2 separate regions of the Sus scrofa genome follow, and region 1 is linked to region 2. A link is a contact called in public Hi-C data. All regions are on one chromosome and are shown on one strand. Each heading gives the region's core, a stretch centred on a gene start, on an enhancer-like site or on the middle of the called end of the contact. The rest is flanking DNA. Distances are from core to core; before and after follow the strand shown. Region 1 holds the start of GPATCH11 (G patch domain-containing protein 11). Region 2 holds the start of CEBPZ (CCAAT/enhancer-binding protein zeta).

Region 1 (7,069 bases), core at 2,748-5,247, 150 kb after region 2:
AGCAACTTGGGATCCCCGACCCACTGAGCAAGGCCAGGGATTGAACCTGCATCCTCATGGATACTAGTCGGATTCATTTCTGCTATGCCAAAATGGCAGCTCCCCATAATGACTTTCTAATTGGTCTCATTGCCTTTGGCCTCTCTTCTTCCAAATCCTCTACAACTTCTCCAGAGTGGCTTTTTAAAACAGAAGTCAGTGAGTTCCCGTCGTGGCTCAGCGGTAACAAACCTAACTAGTATCCATGAGGACCCAGGTTTGAACCCTGGCCTCACTCAGTGGGTTAAGGACCTGGTGTGCCGTTAGCTGTGGTATAGGTTGCAGATGTGGCTTGCATCTGGTGTTGCTATTGTGGTGTTGTAGGCCAGCAGCTGCAGCTCCAATTCCACCCTTAGCCTGGGAACTTCCATATGCTGCAAATACGGCCGTATAAAGACAAAAAATAAAATTAAAATAAAACAGAAATCAGGCCATGTAACTTGACTGTTTCAAATCCTTCAATAAACTTTACCCTGTGGACAATGGAGGAACCCTCGCTTTAACATGGTAGCAAGAGAGATCCTTCATGTTCTGACCTGACTCTCCTTTAGGATTCATTACTCATGCCTCATGGTCTCATTGCTCTCTGCACACAACACAGACCATTCCTTCCGCCTAGGCCTAGGCTACTCTCCCTCAGAAAAACATGTTCTGACCACTCCAAGCCTCTTTCTAAAGCACTTTATGCTTTAGAAAGCACTTTCTAAAGCACTTTATGTTCAAGCTGTTCATTCAGGACTTTATATGGTTAACTCTTTACTTATATGGAAAATCTGGGGGGAGTTTCCATTCAAAATAGTTAATATCATGTAATTATTAATCCTTAAAGAGATAAAATAATTATCCAGAAAAGCACACTTCAAACTTTCTTGTGTATATGCATTGTCCCAGGATCTTCTTAAACTGAAGAGTCTGATTTTGAGCTGGAGCCTGAGAGTCTGCATTTCTAACAGGTTCCCAGGTGAGCCTACTGGTCCAGTTGATGGATACAAAAGGGGAGTCACTTGTTGTAGCCCACATATGCTGTTTTTGCCTGCTCACCACCCTTTCCTTTGGAAACCTAGCCCTCTGCCCTCCTTGTGGATCTAGTGGAGGGTGGCAATCTTAGGCATAAGATGGCCAATTACTGCATCCTGGGTCTCAGCAAGATGGGAGAGGAGGACCTAAACAGGGCCGAAAGCAACTCTTTCCTTAGTGACATGAATACATGGATTGCAGGGAAAAGAGGCTCTCTTCTTTGAGTTTCTGAACTTCAAGTACGTGAAACTGAGCTGTGGATGGCCATCTTCTTGGCCATTCAAAAGGAGCCTGTTCTGCAGAACAAAGCCGGATAGAGAAAGTTGGTCAAAGGCCCAAAAGCAATGAGTCTCCAACCCTAGTTCCCAAAGCCCTGATTCCTGAAGCTCTTTCTGAATGCTGTGACCTAGAATTCTTCCTAGTTACACAGGCTAATGGATTTCCTCATCACTTAAGCTTGTTTGAGTAGGGTTTCTGACAACTGCAAACAAGAGTCTGGATAATTACACTGGATGAAGAAATATCACTGTAATCATTTTATATATATATATAACCAGCACTATATATATATATATATATTTGTCTTTTTTCCTTTTCTAGGGCTGTTTCCGTGGCATATGAAGGTTCCCAGGCTAGGGGTCTAATTGGAGCTATAGCTACCAGCCTACACCAGAGCCACAGCAACTTGGGATCCAAGCCGCATCTGCAATCTACACCACAGCTCATGGCAACGCCAGATCCTTAACCCACTGAGCAAGGCCAGGGATCGAACCTGCAACCTCACGGTTCCTAGTCGGATTTGTTAACCACTGAGCCACAACGGGAACTCCTGTTTTTAATATTTTTTAATGTCTATCTTCCCAACATAAACCACAAGGGCCACTCCCCTGTATACCCACTGCCTACCACTGTGTCCCACACATCCTAAATTCTCAGTGCTTAGCTATGACAAGGACAATAGAAGTCTTTAATTATATTTACGATTTTGTAATAACAGAATACTTTTTTCCTGTGTCATTATATCTTATTTTTCTAAAAATATTTTTGTTACCATATCAGAGAACTGCATAAAATAAATATATAGTTTAGTACATTTTTATGAGGCAAACACTCTTGTAACCATGTAGTAGCCTCCCCAGTGGCCTCCAATGATTCTTGCCTCTTGGTTTCCAACATCCTCATGTAGTCCTCTTCCACAGTGAACAGGTTAGCCTGTGTAACCAAGAGGATATTGTGGAAATGGTGGAGTGTGACTTCTTAGTCATAAAAGGCACTATAGGTCTTAGATCACTCTAACTCTTAAGTTAGTTAACTCACCCTGGAGGAAGTCAGCCTTTGAGTAGCAAGGATATTTAAGCAGCTCTATGGAAAGGTCCACACAGGAGGAACTGAGGCCTCCTGCTGACAACCAGCACAAACTTGGGAACAACATGAGTGAGCCACCTTGGAAATGGATCCTCCAGCCCCAGCCAAGCCTTCAGATGACTCGGTGTGGGCTGGCATCTTCGCTACAACTTCTTAAACTCCAAGCTGAGTTAAACCACTAACAATCTCCTGACCCACAGAAAGTGTGAGATGATAAATGATTATACTTATTTCTAGATGAGAAATTTTAGAATAATTTGTTATACTTCAAAAGATAACAGAAATTACCCACATTAAGAGATAGAACCTTGTCAGTCACCCAGAAGCCCTTTGTCTCTGACCTTATCCTATCTCCTCCAGCCACTTCCCTCCTTTTCTTTATGCTTTCATTATTCACACACACATCCTTAAACATTATAGTTTAGTTTTGCTTATTTTTCTTTTTATTATAGTACAGTAAGTTAAAAGTATGTAAGATTATATACAACAATTGTGGTAATTCACCCAGTGTCTCTAAACCTCAGATGTTTCATTGGCAATAGTAGCTTTTTTACACATAATGGTTTAGCACCTACCTAGTATATCACACATTTTTATCCCATTAAATTATCATTAACAACTCTGTAAGGTAGGAATAGAGAGTCCCACTTTCTAGTTGAAGAAATTAAGATTCAGTATGGCTAAATGCCTTGCTTCATACTACAAAAAAATCTCAGAACTCATTCTACTGGAAATAGGATTCGATTATTTTTAAGGGACCCATTTGGGTCTAAAGTGCTAGGCAGATCAGATTGGGGGTTACAGGTCTTTTAAAAGCCTCATTCTTATGAGTACAGTATACTTTAGCATCATCTATTCCTTTCAAGCACAAGCATAAACTTCGTAAGGCGATAATCCAGGCAGAATGATGGTGGCTTGGACCACAGTGGAGGCCGTGGAAGTGTTGGGAAGTGATCGGATTCTGGCTATATTCTGAAGACAGAGCTAAAACAATGTGCTGGCGGACTGGAGGTGGCGTGTGAAAGATCGACGTCAAAAATTACTCCAAAAGGCTTTTGGGCTGAATGGAGTTACGAGTGTTTGAGAGCAGTTAGATTGTAGTGTCAGGTTTTGTTTTGTGTTTTGTTTTGTCTTTTGGCATAGAGCGGGCGGGAGAATCCCATTACACATCCTAGTGGAGAGATGGACTACGTAGTTGAATGAACCCTAGAAAGGTGACAAGAAACGCCTGAGTCCCAAACACTCCCCTCAGGGACCGCTGACACCCCCTCTCTCGCGCCCCTCCCAGCTGCAAGCGTCCCACAGACGGGACCACTCACGGGTGGTAACACTGGCGATGGCGTGATGGATAGTCATAGACTGTGCACTGATCACCGCCCTTCACCATTCTATCAGGCTCCCATAACTCCTTCGCTTCCTTACCTGGCAGCTCCTCACCTGAGGTCAGCTGGCAAGAACGCGAGCCGCGAAGACGCTTACCAATCCGCGCAAGACCACTGGGCCTCTGCTCGCCTCCGAGTTTCAGCAGACAGAATCAATTGGAAAGCTGCGGCAATCGGGGCGGGGCTAGGCGGACGTGGTTAAGTGCGCTTGCGCAGGATCAGCTTTCCGCGCAAGCGCTCTTTCCCCGCTTCCGGCTGGTCTGGGAGCGGGAGGCGGGGCATCCGGGTCCTTTGGAAGCGGCTTCTGGCTCTGGACCTCAGCTGACCTGCCCCTGCTAGACTAGGAGGTGAGGTTTCCCCATTCCGCCGCTAAAGCGTGCACGTTGACATGCACACCCCTCCCAAAGGACCCCACTACATTGTCAGAGGGCTGGGGGCCGAATTCGAGTTCGTAGTGAACATTTTCCCTTTTCAGGCGGCGGGCTCGTTTCCGAGCCGCCGCCGCCTCCTGGGGCTGACAGCCCGGTGAACTGGCCGAGGCCTGCGGCGGCTTCTTGCATTTCCCACAGGCCCGGAGTCACTCCAGAGTCCTGCAAGTAGCCAGGTTAACCCAGCCCTGCAGCTGCGCGGCCTCGGCCAGCTGCGTTCTTGGACCGCCCACTCCAGGGGTTGTTGCTGAAGCTTCGGCTGCCGCAGGGACCTAGCCGCCGCCCCCTCATCCTCGTAGGAAGACTCTGAGGCTTTCAGTGCGGAATCTTTCTCCTGGGGCGTTTTGATGTCCTCCTGGGGCAGGTGCAGCAGGGGAAGGGGAAGGGTGCTGTGCACCCAGCGGTGAAAGAGAAAAAGGAAGATGAGTTATCAGGCCCAGCTGGTGTTTAATCTCGTGCTTCAGTTTTCCCATTTATGGAATGAATTAATGACGTGTTGCTAGGTATTTTTTTTTTCTAGAATAATGTCTTATTTGCAGTATTTAATTTTTTTGACCCCATTATTCATTCTTCCTCACCAGGCATGTCTTTCATTTGTTTTTGTTTGTACCCTTGTCCTTTAAAATTAAAATGCAGGGTCTCAGGTTTTACCTCAGAGATGTTAAATTTCCCCCAAATGAAATGAGATTTCTGTGTGACTACATTAATTAAGCTTGATATTTAACATTAACAGGTCCTTACTGGTATTTCAAAATTTGTTTATTTAAGGTGTGAATTTAAAGCTTCAGTAATGGAGTTAGCCCACAGTTTATTGCTGAATGAAGAAGCTTTGGCTCAAATCACTGAAGCAAAGAGACCAGTTTTTATTTTTGAATGGTTGAGGTTTCTTGATAAAGTTTTGGTTGCTGCCAACAAGGTATGGTATTGCTTTTTTTCTAGTTGGCTTAACTTTACAAAGAGTATTTTGTGTTCATAATTTGTAAGAAAACACAGTGTATTTTGGAAAGGTTGTGGGTCACTTATGGAACTTGAGAATATTGCACTAAGAGTTTTTTGTCTGTCCTTTTTCTATCCCGTGGCAAAACCCAAACCTCATTTAAATTCAGTTTATTCCCTGGATAGAGATTTTTTGTTTCTACCTGGACATCTGAATGTGAGTGGGGAAAAACATGATTTTGTGATTGCTGTCACTTTAAATTCATTATCTCCAACATCAAGTGGTCCATCAGTGCTGTGTAGCAATTCCATTATCTTCACTAATCTCTCTGAAGAGTTAATAGTAGGTTTTCTCCCCTCATTTTCTTTCTTTCTTCATAATCTTTTCACCCAGGTTACTTTTATTTGTGTTTTATTTTTGGTCTTTAAAATTAGATGCTTTCCTTAACCATCCGATGATTTTTGGCTGTCTGCTCAAATTTAAGAGCGAGTAGTAAAAGGTTTTCTCTGCAGAGTGACTTTTTTTATTTGTTTTTTAATGTCCACACCTGCAGCATATGTAAGTTCCCAGGCTAGGGGTCGAATTGGAGCTGTAGGTGCTGGCCTGCACCACAGCAGATCGGAGACACATCTGCAGCCTATACCACAGCTCTCTGCACACCAGATCCTTAACCCACTCAGCAAGGCCAGGGATCAAAGCTGCATCCTCATGGATACTAGTCAGGTTTGTTACTGCTGAGCAGGGGAAACAATGGAAAACTCCTGAAGTTTGTTAACTGTTTTTGCCATAGACTAGTCCAATTCTTTGAGGAACCCCTTTAAGTTTTTCTTGGTTAGTCATTTCCTAGAAGAGACTTTTTTATTCTAGTAAAAAGTCTAGGGTATGACTAGCTGCCTAGGTTCCAGAATTTAAGGGAGAAGGCTGGGGACTTCAGCATTCAGTGTGTAAACTTTTACTTAATTCCCCTATTTTCAGTGTAGTTTTCCTGGCCCATAGCTGTGCCTGATCTTGATAAGTCCAGAGGAGGAGAGAAATATGGGAATCTTATAGCTTCTTACTTAGGCTCTCAACCATTCCTTTCACAACTTCACCCCTCCATAAGTACTTAGGGCCTCAAAACAGCAGCAAACATGAGCTGTTACGGGGTTCTGTTTAAAGTTGTGTCTCTTCTTAGCTTTCTGTGTTGCAGATACCTGGCTTCTATATTTTGCGTTAATTCTTTTTGTTTTCTTTGACCTTGTATATTTGTGGAGGGAGGGGGTTGGTTTTTTAGTTTCTGGAGAGCCAGAATTAATGCGGATTCATTTACAGTCTTTAATTAGAAGTTTCTATTTTCTCTTAAACCCACTCCAGGTGGGGGTATTTGTTGCTCCATTCCACTGAAACAGATCTTGTATTGCCCAAGCAAATGGTCAGTCTTCTGTTTTAATTGACTTGTCAGCAGCTTTTAACATAGCTTATCTTCTGACTTGAAACACTTAAAATATTTTTTATTTCATTGTGAAATTGAAAAATAGAAGGTATATTAAAAGTATATCCAAATTGTGAAGCATAGCACAACATTGTAAATCAACTGTACTTCAATAAAAGTTTTAAAAATGCAGCGTAATAACATGAACACGTGTACACTCTTCCCCAAATTAGAGAATAAATTATCATTACTGTTGATGTGAAATTTTTCCTCTTCGTGGTTCCCAAGATGCAATTTGCTTCTCCCCCCTTTCTAGGGGCGCACACGTGGCATATGGAGGTTCCCAGGTTAGGTGTCAAATTGGAGCTACAGCTGCTGGCCTATACCACAGCCACAGCCACATTAGATCTGAGCCTTGTTTGCAGCCTACACCACAGCTCACAGCAATGCCAGATCCTTAACCCACTGAGCAAGGCCAGGGATTGAACCC
Region 2 (7,373 bases), core at 4,524-7,023:
CACCCATGACTATAATATAGAGGTTCCCACAGCTGTAGCTGCTGGCCTACACCATAGCCACAGCAAAAATGGATCCCAGCTACATCTGCAACCTACACTGCAGCTCACAGCAGTGCCAGAGCCTTAACCCGCTGAGTGAGGCCAGGGATCATACCTGCATGCTCATGGATGCTAGTCAGGTTTGTTACCACTGAGCCACAAGGGAACTACCCTTCCACCTCTTTTCCTTTCCTTCCTTCTGTCCCTCATTATCCCTGCATTTCCATTTTCTTTTTTGTCTTTTTAGGGCTGAACCCACAGCATATGGAGGTTCCCAAGCTAGGGTTCGAATCGGAACTGCAGCTGCCAGCCTACACAACAGCCATAGCAACGCTGGATCCAAGCTGCATCTGCGACCTACACCACAGCTCACAGCCAGGGATTGAACCTGCATCTGCATGGATACTAGTCGGATTCATTTCTGCTGAGCCATGATGGGAACTCCCATTTCCATTTTCTATAGTAAAGTATAAATTATTCAAATATCCTCTACATACCTGTACTGCCTTCTATTCCTTCAGTATATAAAACACTAAAAAGTTAAAACCTGCAATGAATCACAAAAACAAAGCTATAAAGCACTACTGTTGAATAATACTACTTGATCTGCTTTCAAATGTTTGTGATAATTAGTTTTCTTCACAGTTTTCATGGGATATTACCTCCCCAAAGATCTGACTTATTTCAGGTGAAGTAATGAAATCTCCTTTTTCTCCTAGCATGTCACGAGTCACGTAATATCCCTGTGTGAAAAGAAAAAAATGGAGAAAACAAATTAATTTTCAAATGAGCTTTTTAAAACACCCCTCCAAAACCTTATGTAATGCATACAATGAGATGAACAAGTAGATCCTAAGAAAATTCTAAGTTAGCAAAATAAACACTGTCTTTACCTAAATTTTACAAAGTAACAGTCATTTTGCAGAACTGATAGAAAAACAATTACTCCTTGACTATAGAGGTAGAAGTCATACAATGTCCATCTCTACATTCCACACCCACTCCCGCCTCCTGCTCCCACAGCTCAGCACAGGAAGACCCTGTCTTCCACTCTACCCTCCTCTCCCAAATTCTCACTTTGCTGCAAATTAGCCCTGCCTGCTGGTGATGGGCTTCAACTGGGTGCTGGTTACATGGGAGTGTTCACTGTGTGAAAATTTATCAAGCTGTGTATATGTGTAATCTAGGCATTTCTTTCTAATTTTCTTTCTTTCTTCCTTTTTTTCCTCTTTTTTGGCTGCTCCACAGCCTATGGAGTTCCTGGGCCAGGGATGAAATCTGAGCCACAGTTGTGACCTATGCTGCAGCTGCAGCAATGCCAGATCCTTAACCCACTGTGCTGGGCCAGGTATTTATAACTTACGTCCCAGTTAATCATACACACCACTGATCCTACTGCACCACAGTGGTAAGTAACTTCATATACATTTTTCTGTATGAATGTTATACCTCATAAATTGGGTTTTTTGTTTTGTTTCTGTTTTTTTTCGCCCCGCCTATCCATCTATCCACACCACTGCAAATGCTCTCCCTTTCCTTTTCCATCTCTCCCTGGCTGTCCTATACTCAGTAAGACAGAATCTACTCAAATGCCACCCCTGACCTCCTCTTCCAGCCCTCCAACCTCAAAGTAAATCCAGCGCCTCCTTTTCTCAGCTTTATTTATTTACACATCTAAGTTCTTCACCAGAAAGATTAATTATTTGGGGAAGGATTGTATATTTTTTGCCTTCATATCCCAAGTTTTATCATAGTGTCTAACCTTCAAGAAACACTCAAGAATTGTTGAAAAATTCTCTACGTCCTTTAAGCCCCTTCTTCTACCAGGGTATTCTCAGCAGGTGACCTTAGCTCCTGCCTACACAGAAGTTAAAGAATGTTATTTATTATACCAGGCGTTCCCTCCAGGGTTTTCTGGACCCCCCTCTGGGCCTCTACCTCTTTCCATTTTTTTCTTCCAAAACTGTAAGGATGAAATGCCTACACCTTCTGCTCTTATCCAAACTTAACCCTGTGCTCTGGCTCAATCACCATTCCTCACATAACCTTCATGGGCCAGGATCTTTTTACCATCTCCTTTCTCTCACAGCTTCAACTCCCCCCGGCCCCCGGCCCCCAGCAGCATTGAGAATATAATTAAGCCACTTCCATCTTTTAAAAAAGTGTTTTTCACTCCATACAGCTTCTTTCTTCTAGCCTTTCTCTTTCCCTTAATTGCTAAGCACTTCAGATATGTGTGTGGTGTGTTTGTGTGTGTGTGTGTGTGGTGTGTGAGATGAACCACTCTAGCAGTCTAATGAAGGCTACCGACCCTTCACAGAATGTTTTTAAATGCACAGGACTTAAAACAAGACTAAAAATGAAATCAACTGAAAATACTTACCAACTATTTTAAAAGTAAATTTGACATATAGTAATATATACACACCTTTATTAAGTGTATTACAGAACAAAATTGAGCTGAAGTTATAATAAGTAATGAGCTTTTAGTTTCTTTTTTCTTTTTTTGTCTTTTTGCCATTTCTTGGGCCACTCCCGCGGCATATGGGAGGTTCCGAGGCTAGGGGTCTAATGGGAGCTGTAGCTGCCAGCCTACGCGAGAGCCAAGCAATGCGGGATCCGAGCCGTGTCTGCGATCTACACCACAGCTCACAGCAATGCTGGATCCTTAACCCACTGAGCAAGGCCAGAGATCGAACCCGCATCCTCATGGTTCCTAGGCGGATTTGTTAAGCACTGCGCCAAGATGGGAACTCCTGAGCTTTTAGTTTCAAAACAATGAGTTATGGAGTACAGAGAAGTGCCACAGTATTTTAAGACATCTGATCACTGTTGCAATATGACAGTATTGGTGATTTTCTACTGATGACAAAATCACACGTATTGCTGATGCTACTGGTTGCTGGCTATGTTCATAATTAGAGAAATATTAAACTTCAGTTAGAAGTTAATGAAAATAAAGTTGTAAAATTTTTTTCACATCCAAGTTCACAAACCCCCTAATTTCTATTCAAGGACCCCTAGGTTAAGAGCCTACTCTAAATATCTTGGAGTTTCTGTCGTGGCTCAGCAGAAATGAATCCAACTAGGAACCACGAGGTTGCGGGTTCAGTCCCTGGCCTCGCTCAGTGGGTTAAGGATCCAGCATTGCCACGAACCATGGTGTAGGTCACAGATGCGACTCAGATCTGGCATTGCTGTGGCTCTGGCGCAGGTCAGTGGCTACAGTTCTGATTTGACCCCTAGCCTGGGAACCTCCATATGCCACAGGTGTGGCCCTAAAAAGCAATAAATTAATTAATTAGAGTTACCGCAAGGCTTAATTCTGAAAAATCTTCTTTAGGTGTTCCCTCCCTCCTTTGATTTTAACATCATCTCTAGACTGATAATGACCAAATTTACATACACATACTAAATCTGTCCCGTGAGCTCTAGACTCAGAGCCAACTGGTCACTCACTCTCTCCACAATGATGTCATCACCAGTGCAATACACATGACACAACTTCTGAAGGTTTCCCATTGCACTAACACAAAAATCTAAAATTCATGAAAGCACTGCATGAACTCAATCCACTCCAAACTCATACCACTTTCCTCACCATTAACCCTCCTTAGCCACCCCCAGGCACGGCCCTCCAGCCACATTGGTGCCCTTCTCTTCTCAGAATGCACCAAGGCATTATTCAGCTTAAAAACTTTGTTTCTGGCTCCTCTGCTGGGAACTCACTTCTTCCAGTCTTTTGCCAAACTGGCCCATCCCCATCCTTCATGCCTCAGCTGAAATGTACTGGCCTTCTCGAACCACCCACCTAAGAAAACTTCTACAACCCCTATTTCCACTGCACAAATTACTTTCAATCCTATCAACCTGTTTTAATTATTCTTGTCCTTGTTTACAGCTCATTTTCTCACTAGAACTAAGTGCCATGCCCCACTGTTCACTGAAGTATTCCCAGTGCCTGAGACAGTGTCTGGCACACATGCCACCACAGTAAATGAATAAATGAATAAATGATGAGGGGCCTCCTCTGTAACCCAGAGATGTTTGCTCTAAATATGAACTTCTGGTACATTGTAGCACTGTGCACAGGCATTTAAAGGAATCTTGCCTTTACTAAACCTCTGGACCCTGGGTCACTCCACTATATTCAACAGCAAAAGGCCAAAGAAACTCCAGAGTTCTGCAGATCTCTTATTTCAACCCACCAAAAAGTGAACCATTCTGAAATATAAAGGACCCCAGGCTTTGACCAAGTGACTCTGTAGCGCAGATAAGGAAATGAAGGTCAGAAAGCTGTGACCGGAGTTCCCGTCATAGCTCAAGAGAAATGACTCTGACTAGTATCCATGAGGATGCAGGTTCAATCCCTGGCCTCACTTATTGGGCTGAGGATTCAGTGTCACTGGACTGTGGGTAGAGCAGACTCAGATCTGTTTGCTTCTTGTAGCCAGCGGCTACAGCTCTGATTTGACCCTTAGCCTGGGAACCTCCACATGCCACAGGTGTGACACTAAAAAAGACCAAACAAACAAACAAACAAACAAACAAAAAAGCTGTGACAGTGCTTAATGCTAGAACATAAAGGCCCAGGGACCTTCCATTCTCAAGAAGAAAACACACAATATGCTTCCAATGGCTGCTGATGCCATCCCAACACAGCTTTCCAGGCACTAAATTCATATTTCCTGATGCCTACTAGACATTTCCACCTGAGCCCCGTATATACTTCAAATTCATACATGGGACTTTGCTCTGTCCTTCCTCTCCCTCCTAAAATGGCTGCTGCTCCCACTCCTCCTAAGCTCCCTTTTTTTGTGAGAAATGACTCCAATATCTACCATCAACCCAGACAGGAAAGTCATCCCTCTCTCATCTTATAAATCCAATCATCATTATGCTGTCTCCTGAGCATCTTTAGAATTTATCCTCTCCTCTTTAAAGCCACTGTCGCTGACTTGACCCAGCCCTGACCAACTGACATGCATTACTCTGTCCAAGAATGGCTCTTTGCCAGGAAGGCACCCGCCGGGCTGAGGACCCCTGGGTTCCTCTCTGCGCACACCCTTCTGGCTCACAACCCACAGCTCTTCTAGGACTGGTCTGGTCCTAGCCTCCTCAACCCATACCTTGGCGGGGTTGGTCAAGACCTCCCTCATGTACTCGGCCACAGTGATGGGACCAGTGGACTTGATTTTGTATATAAGATGCCTAAGCATAGGAGTCACTGAGTTGTCTTCTGCCGGCTCTTTCCCGGAGCTGAAGTACTGCCCTCTCCAAAGACAAGGAATGACTGCAAAAAACACATTAAACAGGACTCATTAGAAACCTTAGTATTGACATGGGCCCAGCAGCCTGAGTGATTTCAATGCGGCTTCGTTAACCCTTCACCTTGGCCGGAGCCAGGAACGTGGACCCGGGCAGCACGCTCATAGGGAGCCGCAGGCACGCGCCTGGCCCACGACCACAAAGCCATCTCGTGAAGCTGGGCTCCAGCTGCCTGCAGCCCAGAGCGCCCCGGAGCCGCCACCCCATCCCAGGAAGGTGCCCGGGGCGATTTCCCCGGCAACTGGGACTGCGGCTAATAGAACGCTTACCCGCTCGAGCAGCTGCCAGGCGCCCGGCGGCAACCCTCGCTAGGACACTCATGTCGAACTTCGCAGGCAGCTTCGCCCCGCCAGGGGGTGGGGATTATTCCCATTTCCGGGGGAGGACACGCCCCCTGAAGGAAGTACGTCATAGATCGTAGCGGAAGGGAATTGTGGGACGAGTGCGCGTGCCTTGTTTGCCATGGCGGCCTCCAAGAAACTTTTGGAGTTCCACGCCAAACGACCCTGGCCCCCAGAGGAGGAGGAGGTAGAAGATCCAGACGAGGACGACGAAGATGATAACGATGAAGCCGAGAATGGGTTTTCTCTGGAGGAGGTGTTACGGCTCGGAGGCACCAAGGTAATGGCCTCAGACTCCCGGAGAAGGGAGACAGAAGCGCGTGGGGTGGTCCCGCGAGTGGCTAGGCCAGTGACCCGGAAGCCCCGGAGCTGCGGAATAGGACGTCTTGATTCCAGATTCCAGCGTGGGAATGTGTTCTGGGCGCTTCCCGCCTTTAATTCTTTCCCATTGCTCTTTACAAGAGGTTTAGAACTGAACGTTTTCATGCGGTGTCGTTTCTTAAGATGTAGGTGAGCCTCTCGTTTTATTTACGTAGTATATAATTGACACTCCATCAAGTTGGAGAGGATTGACTTTTTGGTCCTAACGTCGGTGTTTGGAATTTTAACTTCTCACTGGTCTTGGAATTTAACTTCTCACAAGCACACGCACGTGTACACTGTACACTCACGAAGCTCTCTGCGCTCTTGGAAGTCACATCCTAATTAAGGGAAAGAAACCAAACTTCGGAATACGTAGTATATCAGACGCTGGGTAGAGCTATGGAGAAAAATAAAACACGGAAGGAGGAGGATGAGTGGGGGAGGGCGTTTATGTTTAAACTAAGTGATCAGGGAACCCACCACTGAGGTTTTTGAGCAGAAAACTGAAGGAAAGGAGTGAGCCTTTCTGATTGTGTTGTTCCAGGAAAAATAAAAATGTCAGTGTACCTGAGGCAGAGTGAGGTGAGAGGAGAGCAGTAAGAAATGATGTCAGGGAGGTAAGATGGTGGGCTTATGCTGTGAATTTGGTGAAAAACTTTAGATGATTTGGAGCAAATACGTGACATAGTTTAGCTTTTCATTAAGTGTTTTGATTTTGAGACCAGACTTTGTGGGTGGGCGGGATAGGATGAACAAATAAAGAGAGGCAGGAGAAATGCACTTTATAGGAGCAGATCCCACAGTTTGCTCTGTACTTGGGTCATATTTAATTTTTGAGTAGGTAGTATATGCACATGTTAAAAAAATCATTTTTTTTTGAAGAGAAACATGAAAAAAATGAAACATGGTAAGGTACATGATGAAATCATCTTCCCATTTTTATCTCCAATCATGTAATTTCCCTTCTGGGAAGCAGTCACTTTTGTGTCTTTTATATTTTCCAAGCAAATACACACATACACCCCTACACTTGTGTTATATTTTTTTTGTACAAATGGTACCGTACAGTACCTGTAATATTTTAAATCTTTTCTTCTTACTATTTTAGAGATCCACCCTCCCCCCAATATCACTACATAAAGTTACATGGGTCGTTGTCTTAGTATATCACTACATAAAGTTACATGGGTCGTTGTCTTAGTATATCTAGCCAGCCATATATTGTGGATATTTAAGTTGTAGATCTTTTGCTATTTTAAATAATGTTCAGTAAATAACCTTGTGTATATATATATTTTTCAC

What was found. Hi-C and Micro-C count contacts between places; a contact is called where the count stands out from the background.
Region 1: a contact with region 2 is called in a Hi-C map of liver, with 8 times the contacts expected there. The contact joins the promoter of GPATCH11 here to the promoter of CEBPZ in region 2. A contact is called at or near these places in 2 of 5 promoter capture datasets (fetal liver and liver), 2 of 47 Hi-C or Micro-C datasets (heart right ventricle and liver) and 1 of 2 datasets of contacts at active chromatin or transcription factors (alveolar macrophages).

What each region holds. Positions count from the first base shown.
Region 1 is chr3:103,107,999-103,115,067 of Sscrofa11.1, forward strand. GPATCH11 (G patch domain-containing protein 11) reads right to left here and starts at 3,998. Exons shown (of 9, transcript XR_002342775.1): 1 at 3,844-3,998. HEATR5B (HEAT repeat-containing protein 5B) reads left to right here and starts at 4,024. Exons shown (of 36, transcript XR_002342772.1): 1 at 4,024-4,150; 2 at 5,000-5,147.
Region 2 is chr3:102,958,440-102,965,812 of Sscrofa11.1, forward strand. It overlaps CEBPZ (CCAAT/enhancer-binding protein zeta), which reads left to right and starts at 5,774. Exons shown (of 16, transcript XM_003125229.5): 1 at 5,774-5,988. The coding sequence starts at 5,830. NDUFAF7 (protein arginine methyltransferase NDUFAF7, mitochondrial) reads right to left here and starts at 5,765. Exons shown (of 11, transcript XM_021087630.1): 1 at 5,637-5,765; 2 at 5,169-5,332; 3 at 702-782. The coding sequence starts at 5,688.